Linked DNA regions of Mus musculus: all the other regions are linked to region 7. The links are chromatin contacts, called in public ChIA-PET, HiChIP or PLAC-seq, capture Hi-C and promoter capture Hi-C maps. All regions are on one chromosome and are shown on one strand. Each heading gives the region's core, a stretch centred on a gene start, on an enhancer-like site or on the middle of the called end of the contact. The rest is flanking DNA. Distances are from core to core; before and after follow the strand shown.

The links. Promoter capture Hi-C pulls out the DNA fragments that hold promoters and counts their contacts. ChIA-PET counts read pairs in DNA pulled down with a chosen protein or histone mark. HiChIP or PLAC-seq counts read pairs in DNA pulled down with a chosen protein or histone mark. Capture Hi-C pulls out chosen DNA fragments and counts their contacts.
Region 1: a capture Hi-C map of macrophages shows a contact between it and region 7, with 5 times the contacts expected there. The contact joins the promoter of Orai3 here to the promoter of Maz in region 7. A contact is called at or near these places in 6 of 39 promoter capture datasets (cranial neural crest, embryonic stem cells, erythroid cells and 3 more), 2 of 484 Hi-C or Micro-C datasets (both in embryonic stem cells), 2 of 115 datasets of contacts at active chromatin or transcription factors (memory CD8 T cells and pancreatic cancer cells) and 3 of 9 other capture datasets (adipose tissue, liver and macrophages).
Region 2: a contact with region 7 is called in a promoter capture Hi-C map of liver, with 2.1 times the contacts expected there. The contact joins the promoter of Phkg2 here to the promoter of Maz in region 7. A contact is called at or near these places in 4 of 39 promoter capture datasets (embryonic stem cells, erythroid cells, liver and 1 more), 4 of 115 datasets of contacts at active chromatin or transcription factors (effector CD8 T cells, extraembryonic endoderm stem cells, memory CD8 T cells and 1 more) and 2 of 9 other capture datasets (adipose tissue and liver).
Region 3: a FOXA1 HiChIP or PLAC-seq map of pancreatic cancer cells shows a contact between it and region 7. The contact joins the promoter of Spns1 here to the promoter of Maz in region 7. A contact is called at or near these places in 2 of 39 promoter capture datasets (embryonic stem cells and pre-B cells) and 2 of 115 datasets of contacts at active chromatin or transcription factors (embryonic stem cells and pancreatic cancer cells).
Region 4: a promoter capture Hi-C map of pancreatic islet shows a contact between it and region 7. The contact joins the promoter of Nfatc2ip here to the promoter of Maz in region 7. A contact is called at or near these places in 1 of 39 promoter capture datasets (pre-B cells), 1 of 484 Hi-C or Micro-C datasets (B cells) and 1 of 9 other capture datasets (pancreatic islet).
Region 5: a contact with region 7 is called in a FOXA1 HiChIP or PLAC-seq map of pancreatic cancer cells. The contact joins the promoter of Hsd3b7 here to the promoter of Maz in region 7. A contact is called at or near these places in 1 of 39 promoter capture datasets (liver) and 2 of 115 datasets of contacts at active chromatin or transcription factors (bone marrow-derived macrophages and pancreatic cancer cells).
Region 6: a contact with region 7 is called in an RNA polymerase II ChIA-PET map of memory CD8 T cells, with 7 read pairs. The contact joins the promoter of Atp2a1 here to the promoter of Maz in region 7. A contact is called at or near these places in 1 of 39 promoter capture datasets (cranial neural crest), 2 of 484 Hi-C or Micro-C datasets (CD8 T cells and the N1E-115 cell line), 4 of 115 datasets of contacts at active chromatin or transcription factors (kidney, large pre-B cells, memory CD8 T cells and 1 more) and 2 of 9 other capture datasets (adipose tissue and liver).

Annotation. Positions count from the first base shown.
Region 1 is chr7:127,768,565-127,771,264 of GRCm38.p6, forward strand. It overlaps Orai3 (ORAI calcium release-activated calcium modulator 3), which reads left to right and starts at 1,251. Exons shown (of 2, transcript NM_198424.3): 1 at 1,251-1,652. The coding sequence starts at 1,425. Fbxl19 (F-box and leucine-rich repeat protein 19) reads left to right here. Exons shown (of 11, transcript NM_172748.2): 11 at 1-364.
Region 2 is chr7:127,572,088-127,574,787 of GRCm38.p6, forward strand. It overlaps Phkg2 (phosphorylase kinase, gamma 2 (testis)), which reads left to right and starts at 1,261. Exons shown (of 10, transcript NM_026888.3): 1 at 1,261-1,369; 2 at 1,767-1,879. The coding sequence starts at 1,785.
Region 3 is chr7:126,376,647-126,379,346 of GRCm38.p6, forward strand. Spns1 (spinster homolog 1) reads right to left here and starts at 1,288. Exons shown (of 12, transcript NM_023712.3): 1 at 191-1,288; 2 at 28-93. The coding sequence starts at 431.
Region 4 is chr7:126,395,407-126,398,106 of GRCm38.p6, forward strand. Nfatc2ip (nuclear factor of activated T cells, cytoplasmic, calcineurin dependent 2 interacting protein) reads right to left here and starts at 1,331. Exons shown (of 8, transcript NM_010900.3): 1 at 950-1,331; 2 at 536-608. The coding sequence starts at 1,309.
Region 5 is chr7:127,799,279-127,802,000 of GRCm38.p6, forward strand. It overlaps Hsd3b7 (hydroxy-delta-5-steroid dehydrogenase, 3 beta- and steroid delta-isomerase 7), which reads left to right and starts at 1,331. Exons shown (of 7, transcript NM_133943.2): 1 at 1,331-1,436; 2 at 1,797-1,968; 3 at 2,183-2,338; 4 at 2,556-2,664. The coding sequence starts at 1,803. It overlaps Setd1a (SET domain containing 1A), which reads left to right. Exons shown (of 19, transcript NM_178029.3): 19 at 28-844. The coding sequence ends at 201.
Region 6 is chr7:126,461,652-126,464,351 of GRCm38.p6, forward strand. Atp2a1 (ATPase, Ca++ transporting, cardiac muscle, fast twitch 1) reads right to left here and starts at 1,422. Exons shown (of 23, transcript NM_007504.2): 1 at 1,154-1,422; 2 at 849-866; 3 at 454-536. The coding sequence starts at 1,271.
Region 7 is chr7:127,025,156-127,027,918 of GRCm38.p6, forward strand. It overlaps Maz (MYC-associated zinc finger protein (purine-binding transcription factor)), which reads right to left and starts at 1,324. Exons shown (of 5, transcript NM_010772.1): 1 at 1,073-1,324; 2 at 149-999. The coding sequence starts at 1,264. Kif22 (kinesin family member 22) reads right to left here. Exons shown (of 14, transcript NM_145588.1): 14 at 2,576-2,685. The coding sequence ends at 2,638.

The DNA of each region.
Region 1 (2,700 bases), core at 1-2,500, 740 kb after region 7:
TTTTCCCCGACCTTGACTCCTTGAACGTCACTGAAAATGGCAGCTATTGCAAGGAGTAGGGGCCGCGGGTCTACCTGCTGTTAAGCTCGGTGGCCCAGGGGAGTGGTGAGGGGTAGCCCAGACCCCTGCCTGGCTCTCTACACAATACTTGAACATTCATCTGTACTGAAGTGTTACTTGAACCGGGGGAATCTCGGACTTGGGGGAGTGTGATGTGAGGGGACCAGCTTGACCGAGACTGGGCTATGGGTACCCAGTTTGGACTGTCCCACCCCTAGCTCTCTTGCATTACTGTCTTGAACAGCTCCACCCTTCACTTGAGTTGGGGTGGGGAAATGTCAGCTTAAAGATGGGCAAGATGGGACTCCTCCAGTTTGGCTCTTCCCATTCTTTCATCGTCATGGAAACTCGTGTCCCATTTGCCCAGGGAACTGCCACTCCTGGTTGCCATGGAAATAGCAGCCAATGGACACCTCCGGAAATCAGTGCTAAGACTGGAAACGGTCCCTCTTAGTTGCTGTGGGAACTTAGTAACAGACTCTTGGCACCTCCCCTCTTCCCACCCCTTTCCTTCTTCCAGTGTGGGGGTGGGGTCTCAAGAGCCTGAGGGAGGAGTCAGGTCTAGGTCCCACTCAACTTAGGCCAGGGGGAACTGGATTGTACTACATGGGGGTGGGGGGAGGGGAATCTATCCACATACCTCAGGTAACAGGAAGGTGCGCGGGTTGGGGGCGGGGGCTGGGCGGACCAAAGGCAGGAGGGGGGGCCTGGGGTTGGAGAAAGGCTTGACGGTGGGGCCGCTTGCGGGAGGGGAGGAGGCACCCCGGCGAGGGACAAGTGGGGCACCCAGCCGGGCTGGACCCCTAACCCCACAAGTCTGTACAATAAGGTTTGCTATAAAACTCAGAATCTAGCCGGGGCCGCTGACTTTTTGTGTCTGTCTGCGGTGTCGAGTCTGAGTGGTGGGTAGGGATGGTGGAAGGGGCTCCTTTGGTCTCTGGGAGGAAAATGGGCTTAATTTTCCTGAGATGACTGCTCAAAGAGGAGTGTGGAAGTCTGGACACCTGTGAATGTCCAGGTACATACACTGGGTGGTCTGAGGCCAGCAAAGTCCCAGCAAAAGCTGAGGCTGAGCATTCACGTCGTGGCCTGGGTTAGAGGGTCCCTTGAGATCTCTGCCCGTGGGCAGACTGCAGGGGTTCGTCTCACGGCTCCACCCAATCATGTGGTCACCGGGCTCCGCCCCTGCCCCAGTTCCTGTTTCGGCCCCTGGGCCTTCTAGACGCGTCCGTAACTGTTCCCGCTGGGTCTGCCTTGCCACCCAGGATGGGGTCCCACCCGCGCTTGGGCCGTCCCTTCTTGGGGATACAAGGCGCCTCGGCCCCTCCTTGACCATCTGCGCTTGTGGTGTAACTGCTCTCAGGATGAAGGGCGGCGAGGGGGACACGGGCGAACAGGCCCCGCTGAACCCGGAGGTGGACAGCCCCGCGGGCTCAGCCACGTACCGGGAGTTCGTGCACCGCGGCTACCTGGACCTTATGGGGGCCAGTCAGCACTCTCTGCGGGCGCTCAGCTGGCGCCGCCTCTACCTCAGCCGGGCTAAGCTCAAAGCCTCCAGCCGCACATCTGCTCTGCTGTCGGGCTTCGCCATGGTGAGGGGTGGGAGGGGGTACACGGGGTGGGTAAAGCACGTGGTGGGAGAAGTCAAGAAAATGGGTCCCCAGTACTGGACTGAATAAAAGGGTTTCTTTAGGATAAAAGAAGGAGCTAAGTCCCAAGGGACTGGAAAAACCCTTTATGTCGGGCACAGCTCTAGGAATATAAACAGACTGAAGATCGGTCCCAGAAATGCCGTGGAAGAAGGGAGTAAAGAGGTCAGCAGATGCAGACTGGTGGGGGGAAAGTCTGAAGTGGCTTAGTTACCAAGTCCTCGAGAGTTGAAAGGCAGTCAAAGCTGAATGAGAGCCTATATCAACCAGATCGGGGAAGGGGGATAGTGTATGTGAGAGTCATTTGACTGAAGGGCCCACCTCTCAGAAGGCACAGAGAATTGCCGGGAAAACTAAGAAACCATGAGGAAGCTGCTGGGGAAGGAAGCTGATCAGGGAGCTAGCAGATAAGTCTGATAAACTGCAGGTGTGGGAGGATAATGTCAGCTAACGGTCCCAGCAGTGGCCCCGGGAAGTGGAACTGAAGATTCCAGAGTGTGGCCTGCAGATGTGTCCTGGTTCCTCCCTACTTAGGGCCAGCTGTGCGGCCCCAAGTCGACATCCACTCCAGTTGCCATCTTTAGGAAGTTGTGACATCATAGAAGGTGCTGTCTCTGTGGTCTGCCAAGCTTTTGTCCAGGAGGATGTGGGATTCTTATGGAGACCCCCTAGAACTAGGTGTGTTAGAACAAGCTCCGCTTAGCAAAGGAGGCTCTTCTAGAACAGTGTGCTATCTAGACTACATGGAAGCTGCTGTTTAGACAAGGATGCTCCGCAGGGTATGGGTGTGGAGTGAAGCTCTGCTAGTTTCAGTTTTCTTCACACTTGGGGGGAGGGCACCCTTCATAATGTACCCTTGTGTAAATAGGCCTTGGAGGGAGCTAAGGTGAGGGCATATAAAAGTAACTTAGGTCAATACCTCCCTTTTTTCTGCAACCTCAATATCAGGACGAAAGAATCTGTAATCTTAAAGGTTGCTCTTGCTCTGTTG
Region 2 (2,700 bases), core at 11-2,510, 550 kb after region 7:
AAGAGAAATCAGCATTTAGACTTTATACTAGCTTCTGTTTTGGGGGTCCTTTTAGAAATCAATACTGGAAAATATAAAATTATTTTTTAATCTGTTTTTCACCATTGCCCAAATTTTACCTGTAGTTCTTCCTCTAGTTCCAGATTTCATATTCTCATAGGAAGACTCTTCGGTTCCTAATTATATGAATACATTATTTTGACTAATTTCAGAATAATTATCCCCTGTGTACCAACAACAAACCTACTTAGGAAAGTTCAAAACTATTTTTGCAAGTTGTTAAAGTTAAGCTTGATGAGGAAAGGCTCTACAGTGACAGAAAGCAAAAACACTAAATTACTTGGTTTCCTTATAGAAAAAGCTGTTAGAAAATCATGCTGTAATCTAGGCGTCCTGAGCCTTAAATCCCAGCACTCAAACTGACTGATCTTTGGAGTTCCACCCCAGCCTGGGATACACAACGAATCCCTGACTAACAAGGGCTACATAGTGAGACACCGTCTAAAAAAACAAAAATTATCATTTCTCTTTTGCTGGACTGTAACCTTGAGGATTTGCTTTTTTCTTTGCTGTTACTCCAGAACCTTGGTTTTAGGATATGTCTGGCTTTGGAATTACTCTAGGCAGGACCTTAACAACCTTGTGTACTTAATGCAGGAGGGTCTGGGAGCAAGACGGTAGGAGTCTGTGACCCCAGGATGATGGACACTATCCTGAAAGCTCTAGTCAGGACCAAACGGCCAAGCTGCATATGCATTTTGTTTTGTTGTGTTTCTCAAAACAGTTTCTCTGTATAAACAGCCCTGCCGGTCCTGGAACTCACTTTGTAGACCATGCTGGCCTCCATCTCAAGAGATCCATCTGCCTGCCTCGCCTCCTAGTGCTGGGATTAAGCGTGCATGACCACACTTGTCTACACGCAGGTTTCCACAAAAAAAGGAATTTTGGAACAGGCTCTTACTATAATAAATGAGGATTCCAGAAGGAAACTAAAAGGGCCTTGTCCGAGGGCACGGTGAGGTAGTGCGGAGACATCACATTTCCGGTAACCTAACTTCCGTGTCTCTTTACAGACCAGCAGCACCAGGAGAGAAAAGCAAGTGCTACATGTTGATTGGCTGTTTTTCAGGCTCCTCCTCATGGTGGAGACCTTTTGGGGACTTCTAGCGCCAACGGCCTTGTCCGCCCTGGAATCCCGTCTTCCTATTGGACTGCCATTTTCCAATCGGAGGGTTTCTAATCCCTAGTTCTCAAACAGCAGGGGCCATTGGCTGCAATGATGGGGGCGGTGCCTTAGGTCGCTGTGGGAGCCTTACAGGTTAAAGCAAAGGAACAAACATAAACCAAGCAGCTGAGGGTCTTTGCGCAGGTTAGACTGTTCCCTCCTCACCCCCCTCCCCCCACCCTCCCTTCCCCCTCCCCGCTCGCACGGGTCATCCTGCTCGAGACCCCCGCGCCCCTCCCAGTGGACGCCAAGTGCGCTTGCGCGGTAACAGCCGCCCGCACTTGTGCCATTTCCCCCTTCTTCCGAGCCACCTTTCCCCCCTCCCGCCCTTCCCTATCCTCTTCCCTGCCCTGCTTCCCTCCCTCCCCCCTAGGCCCTTCGTTGTGGTCTCCCCGGTCCTGATCCTTCCCCTACCCCACCCCCAACCCCCAGGACCCTGGCGCCCCAGCCGCAGGTGCTGCGCCCCCGGGAGCCACGATGTGCATCCTCTCAGAACCTGTGGGCCTCCTTGCCCTCACTGCCCTCCGTTTCCTCCTCCCAGGCCCCCACATCCCTCAGAATGACGTTGGACGTGGGGCCGGAGGATGAACTCCCTGACTGGGCTGCGGCCAAAGAGTTTTACCAGAAGTACGACCCTAAGGACATCATTGGCAGGTGAGCCTTCACAGCTGAAGCATACACCGGCCCAGTGTAGTCAGCTCCCAGCCAGGAAATAAGGCTTCCTTCTGAAGACTGGATAGTTAGGAAGTGGACAGTGGAAAACAGTTAGTGACTTGGCTAGTATTCCGAGTTAACCCGCATTTTTTCCTCTATTCATCTATATTGTCAACAATTGTTTGTGGTCCAGACAACGGGAAGGTAGAAAATACCCATCACGTGAGCATTTCAAAGGTATCTAGTTCGAGAAGTAGGGGTCTGTAGAAAAGATGCTTGGAGCTGGGCGGTGGTGGTGAATGCTTTTGATCCCAGCAGAGGCAGGTGAATCTCTGTTGAGTTGACACCAGCCTGGTTTACAGAGGAAGTTCAAGGACAGCCAGGACTACACAGAGAAACCCTGTCGGGGAGGGGAGCAGGGATTGCTACTGTGATCGCCACCACAGATGCTTTATGGTTTAGTTTCAGAAGCATAGTGTATTGGTTATGTTGTGTTAAGCACCAAGAACACCGGGTGAGGGAGTGACAGAACAGGAACCCTGAGGAAGTTTCTGTCTTGGAAATGTTTCTATCTTTACATAATGAAAAAAAGATAAAGGTCGAAAGGAGCGTTAGGGGAAAAAATAAGTAGGCAGTAGGATTCAATCAACGGGGTCTCCACAGAGGAGGGGCTTTAGGAGACTTCTAAGAAAATGACAGGAGGGTTGGGGGAGGGGTGTTTGGTTGTTCATGGTGCTGGGGATTAAACTCAGGGCCCCATCCTAAGAGACAGTGCTTTACTACAGAGCCACATTCTCAGCTCCGAGGACTTGAGCTGAGAC
Region 3 (2,700 bases), core at 38-2,537, 650 kb before region 7:
GGTTGTGTGGGCAGTAGCCTCACTCACCAGTCTGGATGAGGCCAGTACTACCATCTCCGATGTTAAAGAACTGCTCGATGTCTGTAAGAACCCCTGGAAAGAAAAAACAAAGAATGAGCGCCAAGAGGCGACCCTATCCTGGGGAACTTCTCCCTTGCCTATATCCCTTCTTCGGAGCATCAGTGCGTACCTGCCACGGTGAAGCGGTCCATGTAGTTCAGGAGGTTAATGTAGCACAGAACCACCACTATGAGGGTCGAATGGCCCCGAGATAAGCCAGTGATGCGCTGTAGCCCCTCACAGTCTGGGACCTCGAGTTCCCCGGACTTTGGATTCCCCATGGGTCCTGGCAACCCCGGATGGCCGGGCGCTGGCCCGTCATCAGGATCATCTGCTTGGCTGAGGAAGGGCGCCGTGTCGGACCCGGCCATGGTCCCTGGGGAATCGCAACCGCCCACGCTTCGGTCCTACCTCCGACGGAAGGAGGTTGGAGAGAGGACTGCGAGAAGACTTGCCCACTATCGCCTAGGAGCGTGGTCCGATGCACAGTGCACCACTGCGAAAAGCCCTGGGCTTCGTCATTCCCTCTGGTTCCGACAGAGGAGAGCACACAGGAGGTGCAGGTGACGCTGGGACAGGAGCAGGAAGACCAGGACCCAGTCCCTCTTCTCACGCTGACGCACTCCAAAGCCCGGGAAGGAGCGCGCCACACTCGCTGTTGCTCAGTCCAAGCTCAGCAACACAACTGCCGCCATGTTGCCCAAGAGCAGGTCATGTGACACCGGAGCCCTACCGGAGAAAGTCACCCGGTGCAAGGATTGAACACGTGACCTGCCACCGCCTACGGAAGCCTCCAGGGTTTCTAGGGCTCCTCCGCTATGGTAACCCGACGCTCGTTCCTACTTCCACCAGTAGCCTCCAGGGGGCCTCGCAAGCTGGTGTAATCAATCGCCTAGATGGAATACCCATTTATCCGATTTCACGAGATAGTGGATTATTTGGAAATATTACATCTCTACAGATGCTAGTGAGTTGTTTCCTCTTTTCTTCTTCAGTGACTGGCTGATGGCTTCATTGCTCAGTAATTGTTGGATGAATAGCGGCGAGCAGCTGCCTCCTTTTGTTTACCAATCATGAGCTTTCACTGTGGACATTTAGATTCCTATAGAGTCGGGCGTAGTAGCGCATACCTTTAGTCCCAGGAGAAGGCAGAAGGACGGAGATCTTTGCAATTTCAAGGACAGCCTGGTTTACATAGCGAGTTCCAGGTCAGCCAGGGCTACATACTGAGTGAGACCCTGCCTCCAAGAAAAGATGCTAGAGTTTAGGAGGAAGAGGATGTTTTGTCTATGGCCTCGAGTTTTTCTCCAACCAAGACTAGTGTCCTCGCGCCCTCTGGTGTCTCTCCTGGAGGACAGGCGGAGGCTCAGAACCAATGAACTGCAATGTACCCTGCACCAAAAAATGGCATATGGCTCTAATCCCAGCACTAAAGAGACAGAGGCAGCCGATCTCTGTGGTCGAGGCTAGCCTGGTTTACTGAGCAAGTTCCCGGGTGACCAGGGCTACACGGAGGAACCTTATCATAAACCAACAACAACAAACTCAATCTGGCTGGTGGCACATGCCTTTAATACCTTTAGTCTTGAAAACAAAACATACAAAAAAAAAATCCCACTAGGTGTGGCAGTGAATTAAACAAACCTTTTATCTCAGCACCCACGGAGCAGAGGCTTTTTTTTTTTTGGCTTGTTTTTTCATTTTTCTTTCTTTTATTTCCAAGGTTTCTCTGTATGTCTGACTGTCCTGGAATTCCCTTTTTTGACCAGTGTGGCCACCAATTCACAGGCATCCACCTGCCTTTGCCTTCAGAAGGCTGGGATTAAAGGTGTTCCATGGCGAACCGTCTCAGGTTGCTAGTTTTCCTTAATATACATACATTCTGAATGCAAAATACTATGATTCTATGAAAATACTGTTTTGTGATCCCACTTCCAGAACTGGGATGTAGTTCAGTTGATAGTAAATACTGCCAAGCATTCCTGAAACCCTGGGCTCAAGTCCCCAGTACCTCATTCACCCAGCCCGTTGCAAAAGGTAGAAGGAGGAGAATTGGAAGTTCAAAGTGGTCCTTGATACATAGCAATAGTTAACTTTAATGTGGCTTTGGGTACATAAGACCCAGTCTCGACAAAACAAAAAACAAAACAAAACAAAACAAAAAATTAAAGATTCCTCTTGGGGCTGGAGATGGCTCAGTGGTTAAGAACACTGACTGTTCTTTCAGAGGTCCTGAGTTCAAATCCCACATAGTGGCTCACAACCATTGGATCCAATGCCCTACTCTAGTGTATCTGAAGAGAGCGACAGTGTATCCATATACAGAAAATAAATCTTTTTTTTTTAATATCCCTCTCAGCACAGCAGAGGAAGAGGCAGATAAAAGTTTGAGGATTTGAAGACTGGACTGTATTGAGTCTTAAGTCAGCCTGGACTAGATAATGATGAGATACAGAGACAGAGAAAGAAAGAGAGAGAGAAAGAGAAAGTTAGAGAGAGAGAGAGATTGAGAGTTCGAAAATAGGTAAGGGCCAGCAAGGTGGCTCAGAGGATAAAATACTTGGTACCAATACTGACAATCTGAGTTCTGTCCCTATCCAAATGGCAGAAGAGGATTGCCTGCCACAAGCTGTCCTCTAC
Region 4 (2,700 bases), core at 81-2,580, 630 kb before region 7:
CAAAGAAACACTCTTCTGGCTCCAAAGTGTTCCCAAGGAATGGAACACTGTAGGAGTGTAACAAGATGTCACAGAGTCTCAGAACTCCCTTCACCCCTATTATGATAACACAGATCAAAATGTCAAGGGTAGGTACCTCAAACTTCACTCTAACATATCCATATGCCCGTTAGGACCCGAAGAGGGGAAGGGGTGGACATGGCTATTAAGTAGGTTCCTGTGACTTCTGATTAATGAACCAGCATCTTTATGGACCATAACTTTCCCCTATCTCAGACTCAGGAGTCCATTTTCCCAATACCACTTAGAATCAAAATTGTGTGTCAACTGGATAACACTTGAGCATCATTCTCCAGACCCTAGATACCACTGAAGCACAGAGAAAAGGGGTGGGGGTGGGGGCAGGGGGACGGAGGGTGCTGGAGCGAGGGGGGGGCGCGGGGGGGGGGGGGAGATATCACTGACTACAGGGATGTAAACTCTAGGAAGTCTCAGAGAAGCCAGTGCAGGGTACTCCCGACAAACCCACTCTTACCATCTTCAGGCTCTGAAGGGCACAGTTTCAAGAGGGATGAATTATCTGGAATGAGGTTGAGGCTGCTCTGTACCTACGAAGACAAAAGGGGGAAGAGGAGGTGGGTCTCACATCCTGCCAACCCTACTTAAGACAAGAATGGCTCTTCCCTCGATTCCAGCACTTGTCTTCTCTAAGGACTCCAATCCCTGAAGCGCATCTAGAAGGCCAGCTTCCCTCGATCGTCCCTCGATCTCTCTCAGCCTCCCTCTACCCGAAGATACAATCCCAGATAACTCCATACATCTAACATTACCGACCCCCTCGTATCTCCAATCTAAAAGTATTCATCACACACACACACTGCCCCAAGCCAAACCCGCCACGCCAGTCTTAGCACTCCCCCAACAACCCTCCTTGGGGACCTTGCTGCACCTTCCCGGAGTACACTGGGACCACCGGCGCCTCTCCGGGATCCAGCAGCCGCCGCCGCCGCCGTCGCACCAATGTACGCGGGGCTCCCGCAGGCCCCTCGGCCGCCCCTTCACTGTCACTGTCGCTGTCCTGCTCAGGTTTAGCCGGCGCGGGGAGGCGGGCGACCGGCACCTCTACTGGGTCTGCGACTTCCAAGACCTCTTCGTCGCTGTCACTGACCAAGTCCACAAGCACGGTGTCTGGAATGAGCCTAGCCGGAGACTGCCGGGCGCGAGGACACCGGCCACGGGCGCCTCGGGCTCTCCGAGCGCCTCGGCCACCGCGGGACCTCGGACCACGTCCCCTCAGTGGTTCCGCCATCTCCCACACTGCTTCCACAAACACCGGCCTCTACACAGTCACCGGCCCACCGTATTAGCGTCTGTCCCTTTCATTGGACGAACAGCCTGCCGGTCATCATCTCTTCCCGCCCACACGCTCTGGATCCGCCTATCCACGTTCTCATTGGTCTACTTACCTGTCTATCACCTACCCTCCACTAAAACAAAGGCGCCAAAGATTCCAATCTCTTTGGTACAATCAAAAAAGGTTTCGATTCTGTACAGTTCATCCATTGGCTAAATTTCCTCCTGACCCAGCCTTCCCCAGGGCCCGCCCATTAGAGAAATCCATTTTCCTGGTTGGTGAAAGACTGGCGCATCCTGGGAATTGTAGTCCTCATTCTCGGAAGCCACAGAAAAAGCCTTGTGGAACTAAGGTTAGAAGCTGAAGATCTTGGGCTGTGGATTCCTTTTGTGTCCTCAACCTCTGTGTGGCAGGAGTTCCATTCCACACTAAACACCTTCATGCATGTCACCTCTGAAATACTCTACAAACACAATATCAAAACAATATATGTCATAGCACAGCACAACTCAGAAACACTTTTTAAGACAATTACAAATTAAAATAAGAGACTTACTTCCCTGTTGCAAAGAAAAGAGGCTTCCTTCTGGCTCCTCTTTCCTGATCATTGAAATATGAATGCTTCTCGGTTTACAGCGGGGTTACTCTTGATAAAGGCCTTGCTGCCGCTTATCTGCACAATGTACTACAGAGCACCAGGGTTCATGCTCGTGATTGTAGACTGACTGGGAGCTAGCTGCGCTTTCCAGCAACATGCTATGCACACTTAGCTCGTTTGGGAAACAATACAACTTCAAAACTCAGAAAGGTCTGAATTCTGAGAGGTCTTTGATGGTTTAATGTTTGTCTGCTGGTCAATACCCTGCTGGCATTCACTCATGCATGTGGAAATTAACTGAAAAAAATGTAAGTACTGTCAGTACCATGGTTGTGCATATGCTAATCCTTCTAATGTCTTAATAAACCCCTTGCCTTTTCACAACTCAGCAATTCAAGGTAGAGTCTTCTCTTTGAAATGCAGACATCACTGGGCAGTGGTGGCACAAGACTTTAATCAAGCACTTGGGAGGCAGAGGCAGGCAAATCTCTGTGAGTTCAAGGCCAGTTTGGTCTACAGAGTGAGTTCCAGGACAGCCAGCACTGCACAGAAAAAGCCGGTCTCAACCGACCCCCCCCCCTAAAAAAATCAAACTGGGGAAACCAGATCCAAGAACTTATCAGGTAGGCCAGACCAAGAGTATGACTTCCTCATAAGGAGCCCATAAAGTGATGGATGCCTGCCACTGAGATGGTATGCCTCCACAATATCCTGTCGCCTGATACCCGATGACTAAATCATAGACTGA
Region 5 (2,722 bases), core at 81-2,580, 770 kb after region 7:
TGTGGCTTACACTCCCACCTCCTGCAGCCCAACTGCTATGCGAAGGTGATCACCATTGAGTCTCAGAAAAAGATTGTCATCTACTCGAAGCAGCCCATCGGCGTGGATGAGGAGATCACCTACGACTACAAGTTCCCACTAGAAGACAACAAGATTCCGTGTCTGTGCGGCACTGAAAGTTGCCGTGGCTCCCTCAACTGAGGTGGGGCAGGACCGGTGCCCTCACCCCTATTTATTCCCCCTTGGTGCCCTAAGCTCCCAGCACCCCAGCCTTATTGGGCTCAGCAGGGCCCACTGCCCCCACCTTCACGTGGGATAGGGAGCACTGAGGCCAACAAGGGAGCCTCAGTCCTTTGAGGCATCTGCTGCCTCCCCTATGCCCCATGCCCAAACACCCTCTTAATTTTTTTTTCTTTGCGAAGAAGAAGCTGTAAATGTTTTGTAGCTGCCAGCAGCTGTTTCCTGTGGAAACCTGGGGTACCAGCCTGTATAGATGCTATTCTTGGGGGCTGCATAGCCCTTTGCTTCATGTTAATGGGGACTTCCCCTTCTGCCCTATGTGCACCCCGCCCCAGTTTAGGGGTCTCTGGGGCAGTGGCCATGTTCTCCCCCTGGGGGGGCCTTTGGCCCCTAGTCCTGGGAACTCTGTGCCTGGAACCCTGCCTCATCTGTTCCTGCCAGACCCTGTGGGTCACCCTCCCACCCTGGTGTCTCAGGGCTCTGGCTCAGTGGGCCAGGATGGTGGGGGGCAGGCCCTTCTTGTTGGGCTGGATTGTACATAATGTTAATAGTGAAACCCAACACCACATTTTTATAATTGTGATTAAACTTTATTGTACAAAAATGCTTGGTCAGTATCTTTGGGAAGAGCAGACTGGGATGCAAGTTGCCACAGTGGGTGAAGCAGGAGAGAGGGGGAATGGGTGGCTTTGAGTTTGGGGTGAATCAACCTGCAGACCGCAGTGCTGCTTTGGACCAACCACCTAGATACAACAAACATGCCAGATCTGTCTCACTATGGATGCTAGCCAGAATTATGTCAAGATCAGGTTTACCCTGCTCTCCCTCCCAGAACCATAGCTGGTGCTGGGCCTTCAGCCTACTGGGAGACCCAGCAGGAGGGACAAACATATCAGTGATGGGGGCATCCCTTCCCTACCCTATTATCCTGAAATACACTACCAAATGGGCAGGTTCTGTCCTTTGCCTGCCACTGAAGAGTGGACTGGCCACCAGGGGGCACTCTGGCAAGAAAATTCCCTCCAAACCCCCTTGCCCGCCCCTAGGGGTGGAGGCTAGGCTGGTCTCCTTCCTGGAATGGGTCAGGAGGGAGGAGCGAGCGGAAGGAAGGAAGCCTATGTACATCTAGCTGGTCCACCAGTCCAGGACACAACCTCCTCCAGTGGCCAGTTTGTGCGCCCTGGGACTTACTACAGGTAGGCAGAGCTGATACTGAGGCCCAGCTGGCCTGCCTTTTAGCCTGCGCCCTTCCAACCTCCCTATTCAACTCCTTGCTTTCTCTGCCTGTCCTTTAGTAATCTAGTCTTTTTTTTTTTTTTTTTTTTTCCCCCCACCCGCCTCAATCCCTCCCATTCTGCATCCAATTCTAGTGACTCAGCAGTTAGGGTCAGAGGGCAGGGAGCCTTAGTGCTACAGGCACAGAAAACTGCAACCCACCCCTGCTACTCAGCCTCTCCACCCACACTGCTCCCACCTAATGATCCCTTCTATGAAGAACACATGGTTGGAGCAGGTGCTACCAGGCAATTCTAGTGAGCTAAATTCTCTTCCCACAGCTGGGCATGGCAGACTCTGCACAGGTGCCAACACTGGTATACCTGGTCACAGGTGGCTGCGGCTTCCTGGGGGAACATATTGTTCGGATGCTGCTGGAACGGGAGCCCAGGCTCCGGGAGCTGCGTGTCTTTGACCTGCACCTGAGTTCTTGGCTGGAGGAGCTGAAAGCAGGTGACTGGAGTGGGGCAGTAGCAGGAGGTAGGGAGGCCCCATCCCTTCCCAGACTGGGATACCTCAGCTTATGGAAAAGATGATTCCTGTTTGTTCTCCACCAGACAGAGGGGCCGGGTGAGTCATTGGTTCATGTGGCTTCCAGGGTGTGGACAGGCCAAACTCAGCAGCTGGCTAAGGCCCCAGCTCTGACACTGCCTCGGGTCTCCACCAGGGCCTGTGCAGGTGACTGCCATCCAGGGGGATGTGACTCAGGCCCATGAGGTGGCAGCAGCCATGTCTGGATCACATGTGGTCATCCATACAGCTGGGTTGGTGGATGTGTTTGGGAAGGCCAGTCCAAAGACCATCCACAAAGTCAACGTGCAGGGTGAGCTGCTACCTACCTGTTGGCCCCTAGTGTGTGGCCTGCCTCTGACCAGTGATTTTTATGGGAGGGCCTGTCCTTTTTGATAACCTTGTCCATTTACTGCTGTCGAACCCTGTCCTGACCTGATGCGGTTCTCCTTGGACACTGGGGGGGGGGGGGGGGCAGAAGGAGTGAGAGGCGGGAAGACACAGCTTGCGTCTGTCCCTTTCCTCCATAGGCACACAGAATGTGATTGATGCTTGTGTGCAGACTGGCACTCAGTACCTGGTCTACACGAGCAGCATGGAAGTGGTGGGGCCTAACATCAAGGGCCACCCCTTCTACAGGTGAGCTCAGCCCCACTTAATCTTAGAGCCCATTTCCCTCCAGCACTCAGTCTTCTTT
Region 6 (2,700 bases), core at 172-2,671, 560 kb before region 7:
TGGAAGGGTTGGTAAGGTCTGCAGGGCACCCTGGCAGTCAGTCGCCCTTGTACCAAATCTTTCTCTTAGTCAATCAGTACCACAGGTTGGAGAGGGCAGGGCAGGATCGGTGACGCAGAGTAGGGGACCAACCAGGACAGGCTGGGAGTGACAGTGGCCCCATAGTAGACATTGTAACCCTCACTGAAGCAGGGAGCCTATGCTTGGGGGGGGGGGGGTAACCTGAGCTCTTGAAGCCCTTGAAGCTGGGAGGGTGGCTTAGCTTCAGTGTTTTGGCTGAGAACACTCTCAGGGCTTAAAATAAAACCTCTCTGCAGGGGAGGAAGCACCCCAGCACCCCACCCCCAGCTCCTGCCTGGAAAACAGGGTGGTCAGGGCTTGGACGAGGGCATCCAGGATGGTAAGAGCCACAGGCTGATCCCAAGGCCCACATCATACTCAGACAGCACTTACAAAGGAAATGCAGGCAGCCAGGAGAAGAATCCGCACAAGCAGGTCTTCGAACTGCTCTACCACCAACTCCCACAGAGACTTGCCTGGGGGGTGGGGGGACAAGAAGAGGAGTCCCAGGGTTAAGGGATGAGTGTCCGTGGATGGGGATGGGCCAGGGTCCAGAGTCTAGAGTGCCCTGGTCCTCTAGGTTGATAGGCAGCCCAGCTTGGCATGAGAGAAAGAGATGAAACAGCCCAAAAGGCTCTTCAAATCTGTGGCAGCTGTTCCAGGTGGGGAGGACTCAGGGAAGGTGTCTGGAGTCTTGACGCTTAAGCTTTGAGGAAAGGCTATGGGTCTCAGTAAGGAGAAGGCGGGGAGTCGGGGATGAGGGGCATAGGAGGGTCAGGGTAACTTACCTTCCTCAGCAGGGAGCTCTACCCAGGGAAAAAGAAGAAAAGAACAAATTCAGTGGGGGCCCATGCCCCATGCCCCCACACCCCAAACTCTGTGGCTAACATAAGAGAATCAGGGTATCAGAAGGGTGTCCCATGAGGCTCAAGGTCACCCTATGAAACCTCCCCAAACTCCAGATTTTAAAACTTTTCTTTAGTATCCTCCTTCTTCTCCAGTCCTGCTCCACCTTATACACTTTGGAAGAAGCAGCTCCCCTGACAGGGGTAGGAGGGCAGCCATACCAGCTTCTCCTCGGAGGGATACTTACCATTGGGGCCGTATTTTTCCAGATGTCGCTTAACTTGGTCTGGGGTAAGGCCTGTGGTCTCGCTCACCCCGAAATAGGACAAACATTCCTCTGTGGACTTGGAGTGCGCGGCCTCCATTGTGCTCCCTTCCTGGGGGCCAGGGGGTGATGTGTTTCTTCTTAGGGGCCTCTCACTTGTGGGGGGACTTCTTCAGCTTATCCACCTGCCTGTTGATCTGGGCTCCTTCCTTTTTCTTGCTTGCCCCCCCCAGATTCTTCTCCTTTCCACGAAGTTCTGACCCCAGTCCTACTTGCGCAGCCGGCCACCCCCCCAGCCCCCAGCTGGTCCTTATGAGGGAGTGGGGGGGGCAGGCTCCCCCTTCCTCCAGGTCAGGGATTGGCTGGCTGAGACCCCAGCAGGAGGGGTCAGGAGAGAGAGAGGTTTCTGCTGACAGAGAGGAACAGTGGGGCTGCAGCCTGAGGTGTCACTCACAAGGGACGCAAAGGTGGCCCCAGCCTCAGAGAGGAGGGGGGAGTAAAGTCACTTTCTATCATCCGCTACTGACCCCACCCCCAGTTGCCTCAACTTCTCCAGTTACACTAAATTCTCAGTTCCAAGCCCACCCCTGAGCAGATCTTTCCATAAGCCCTCTTGGCCCTTAGGCCTTATCACTCCTTAGCCTGGTCTTGACATCATGAACCCCTTTCCACTGTCACAGTCTCCTCCCCTGCCTAATGTGTTTGGTTAGCAGAGGAAGTTCTCCAAGCCTTTTGGGGGATCAAAGGAAAGGGGAGCGCATCTTTGGGGACAGAGGAAGTAGCTCTAGAGAGATACAGGGAACCAGGGAAGGGAGATAGTCAAGGGGACAGTGCAGATGGTAACCTTACCCTAGGGAGGGGTTGCTGCAGCCATCAACAAGGGATTTAGTGTCCAGGCCCTGGTAAGCAAAGCCAGGACTGTCTGTCTCTCCTAAACTCCCCCCACCACTACCGCTTTAGCTCAGCCTCTGGGAACACAGCCTTTAGCTCCCCTGTGAAACTGGCAGGGAATCCCCCCCACCCCACCCCGAAGAAAATGGGACACCCAGGCAGCCAGGTAACCCAAGAGGCTACGGAATGTGCTGATGGAAGAGGGGGAGGGATGGGTGTTTCAGGGTGGGGCAGGGGGAGTAAGGATCTCCCCACCCTACACTAGCCTTCAACCCTAGGGCTTCATGGTGACCCCCCCAGAAGTGTGGGGTTCTCTGAAACTCTCACCCTGATGCAACAGCTCACAGAGGGAATGGGGATCAGGGCTGGCAGGAGTGCTCTGGAGCTGGGCCAGCCCCAAGCCAGTGACTGAGAGCAGGACCCCTGAGGCTGGATGAAGCAGAGGCTCTGGAAGGGAGGGGAGAAGGTATGGAGAAAAGGGGACAGAACAGAGTTGGGAGCAAAGAGCACAGACTTCCTAAGCCCAAAGAGAAGAGGGAAAAGAAACAGCAGGGTTCGGGCAGTGGCAGTCCTGTGGGCGGGGCCCCAGAGGCTGGGTGCAAAGCCACAAGTTGTTGCTGAAGGGCTGGCCTGGCCTG
Region 7 (2,763 bases), core at 74-2,573:
GTACCACCCCCTGTTCCTAGCAACTTCCCTCCTCCCTGGGAGTGGTTCCTGTCCCCAGGAACGGGAGCCGCCTCCCCACCAGCCAAAGACAGGCCACCTTGTTGCCCTCCCCCCCACCGGCCTAGTGGGCAGCGAGGCCCCTGCACACCGGGAGAAGCTCTTGCCACAGTGGGAGCAGTTGTAGGGCTTGTGCACAGCGCCGTCATGTGAGCGCACGTGGTAACTCATGCGGTCCTTGCGCTTGAAGCGCTGCTGGCACACAGGGCACTGGTAGGGCTTCTCGTCCGAATGCGACAGCTTATGTCGGTTCAGGTGGTAGACGTCGCGGAAGGCCTTGCCGCACATCTCGCAGGCGTGATTCTTCCGGATGCGCTTCCCAGAGGCAGTCGTGGTCACAACGCCACCGGCCGCCACCGCGGCTGTGCCGCCGCCAGCCCCGGCTTCTCCCCCACCCCCGCTGGCCCCGCTCAGCTGGGGGACACTCAAGAGGCTCAGGGGCACCATGGTGGGCATCTTCATAGCACCCGAAGGGACCCGGCCAGCCTTGGCTCCCGTGTGGATGGCTTCGTGCCTTCGGAGGTTGTAGCCGTTCTTGAACTCCTTGGCGCACAGGGCGCAAATGTAGGGCCCCTTGCTCTTTGTCTTCTTCTCCAAGACAGATGCAACTGGGGCCACGGCGACCGTCGAGGTTGGGGCGACGACAGCGGTGGCAGCCGCTGCTGCGATAGTGGCGGCCGCGGCGGGGGGCGCGGCCTCGGCGGCTGGTGCGGAGACGGCAGGGGGTGGCGGAGGAGGCGCCGGAGGCTGCTTCAGGGCCGCTGTGTCCACTGTGGAGGCGGCGGCAGGGGCCGGGGGTGCAGTAACCACTGCAGCGGCAGCCGCCGCAGCAGCCGCCGCCGCCGCGGCTGATTCCTGCGCGGCGGCGAGAACCGGGAGCAAGTCCACTTGGAGGGGCTCGGCCGCCGGGGCCTGGGGCGTGGGTGGGGGCGCCGGCGCGGCCTGCGGAGACAAGGCGCCGTGTGGGCCGCGGTCGCTGGTCGGCGCCTGCCCGCCCGGCCCGGCCCCTACTCACCTGGAATGGACTCTGGGCGCAGCCCTGGGAGGCAAAGAAGCGGGACTGGAGCTCAGCCCCGACCTGCAGGGGGTTCTGGGCGTGACCCTGAGGTGGCGGGAAGGAGTTCATGAGGCCGCCCACCCCCCGGGAGTCCAGGCCCAGCACGGGGAAGGGGGGGGCCAGCAGCGTGCAAGGGAACACGGGGAACATGGCCTCGGCCACAGTGGGGGCCCCCGGAGCTCAGCGGGAGCCGGGGGCACGGGCCGCGCGGGGCCCGGGCTCGGGGCGCCGCCCCCGGCCGGCCGGGTTGGGCCGAGCCGAACGCATGGCCCGAGGGCCGCCCCGCCGCCCGCGCACCCCGGCCGGCGGGAGGGAGGGAAGGAGGGCGTCTTGTGGGGCGCGGAGCGCGGCGGCGGCGGCGACGCCCCCTGGGTGGGGGCGAGAGGCCCCGCGGGGCCGAGGGCCGGGGCCGGGGGCGGGGGGCCCGGGCGGCGGCGGCGGCGGTGGTGGCGGCGGTTGGAGCCTGGCGGGGCGGGGTGGGGGGAGCGAGGGAGCAGCTTCGGCCCCCGCCGCGCGCGCGCGCCCAGCCGGCGCCTCGGGGAGGGCGGGGGAGGGCGCGAGGGAGGGAGGGGGACAGCTGCGCGCGCACCGGGCGCGCGGAGGGGGTGTGGGACAGGAGGGAGGGCGGGCAGGAGGGGGTGTGGGAGGGGGGGCAGGGGCGGGGGGGGCGGGGGTTGTTACCTGGAAGATGAAGCTGCTCCAGTTGCTGGGATCCATGGCGGAGGGAGGAGGGAGGTGGCTCGCGCTCACCCTGGGGCGGGAGGAGGCAGCTGTGGGGGAGGGGGACCCAAGGAGGAGGCGCGCAAGGAGGGAGGGGGGAGGAGGGTGGGGGAGCGGCGCACACTGCGCGCCGGAGGGCGGGCGGGGGGCGCGAGGACACACAAGAGGCTGGAGCGGGCGCGAGCGCGAGTGCGCGCGGGGCCAGCGGGAGGGGGAGGGACAGGAGGGACTCTAGAGGGCGGAGGGACTGGGGAGCCACCCAGCAGCCCCGGTCGCCCCGAGCGCGAGACCCCCAAGACGGTTGCTGATTGGCTGGCGATGGTGCAGGTGGTGGGCGCGCGGGAGACTAGGCGGCTTCTCTTCCCCCACTTGAACGATTCCACCCCCCACTTCCCTCCGCCAGCGGCCGTTATTTCGCGCGCACGCGCACATAACAGGGACGTCGTTGCTGAGCGGGAGAGTGGGGAGCGCGCCGAGGGAGTTACAGCGGGGCGGGGCTAGCTTGGAGCGCGTGCCCGCTTAACGGTCGGTCGCTGTGCTTAAGCTTTCGCGTCAGCTTTTTGATTCTTCTAGGCCACCGTCCCCTCCCCATTCCAGTGGTTTATTTACAATCTTGGCCTAGTTTGGGGGTTTCCCAAAGATGGCGCCTACATGGGTGTCCTGCAGAGCTTGATCCTGACCCCCAGGGTAGTTATGGACTCTGACCCCAGCCCTGTCATCCTCAAAAACCAGGCTCAACCATGGAATAAAAACTGTATTTACACAACACGTCACTATACAAGGATTTTTAAAAGAAGGTAGTGTCAAGAGGGACCGCTGTGCTGGCTGGCGGCCAAGCTCAAGAGATTCGCCTGTAAAGAAGAGGAACGTGCGTTAGCATAGCAGCCTAAGGTGGGCTGCGGTGGGGGAACACCATGCAGAAAGGGCAA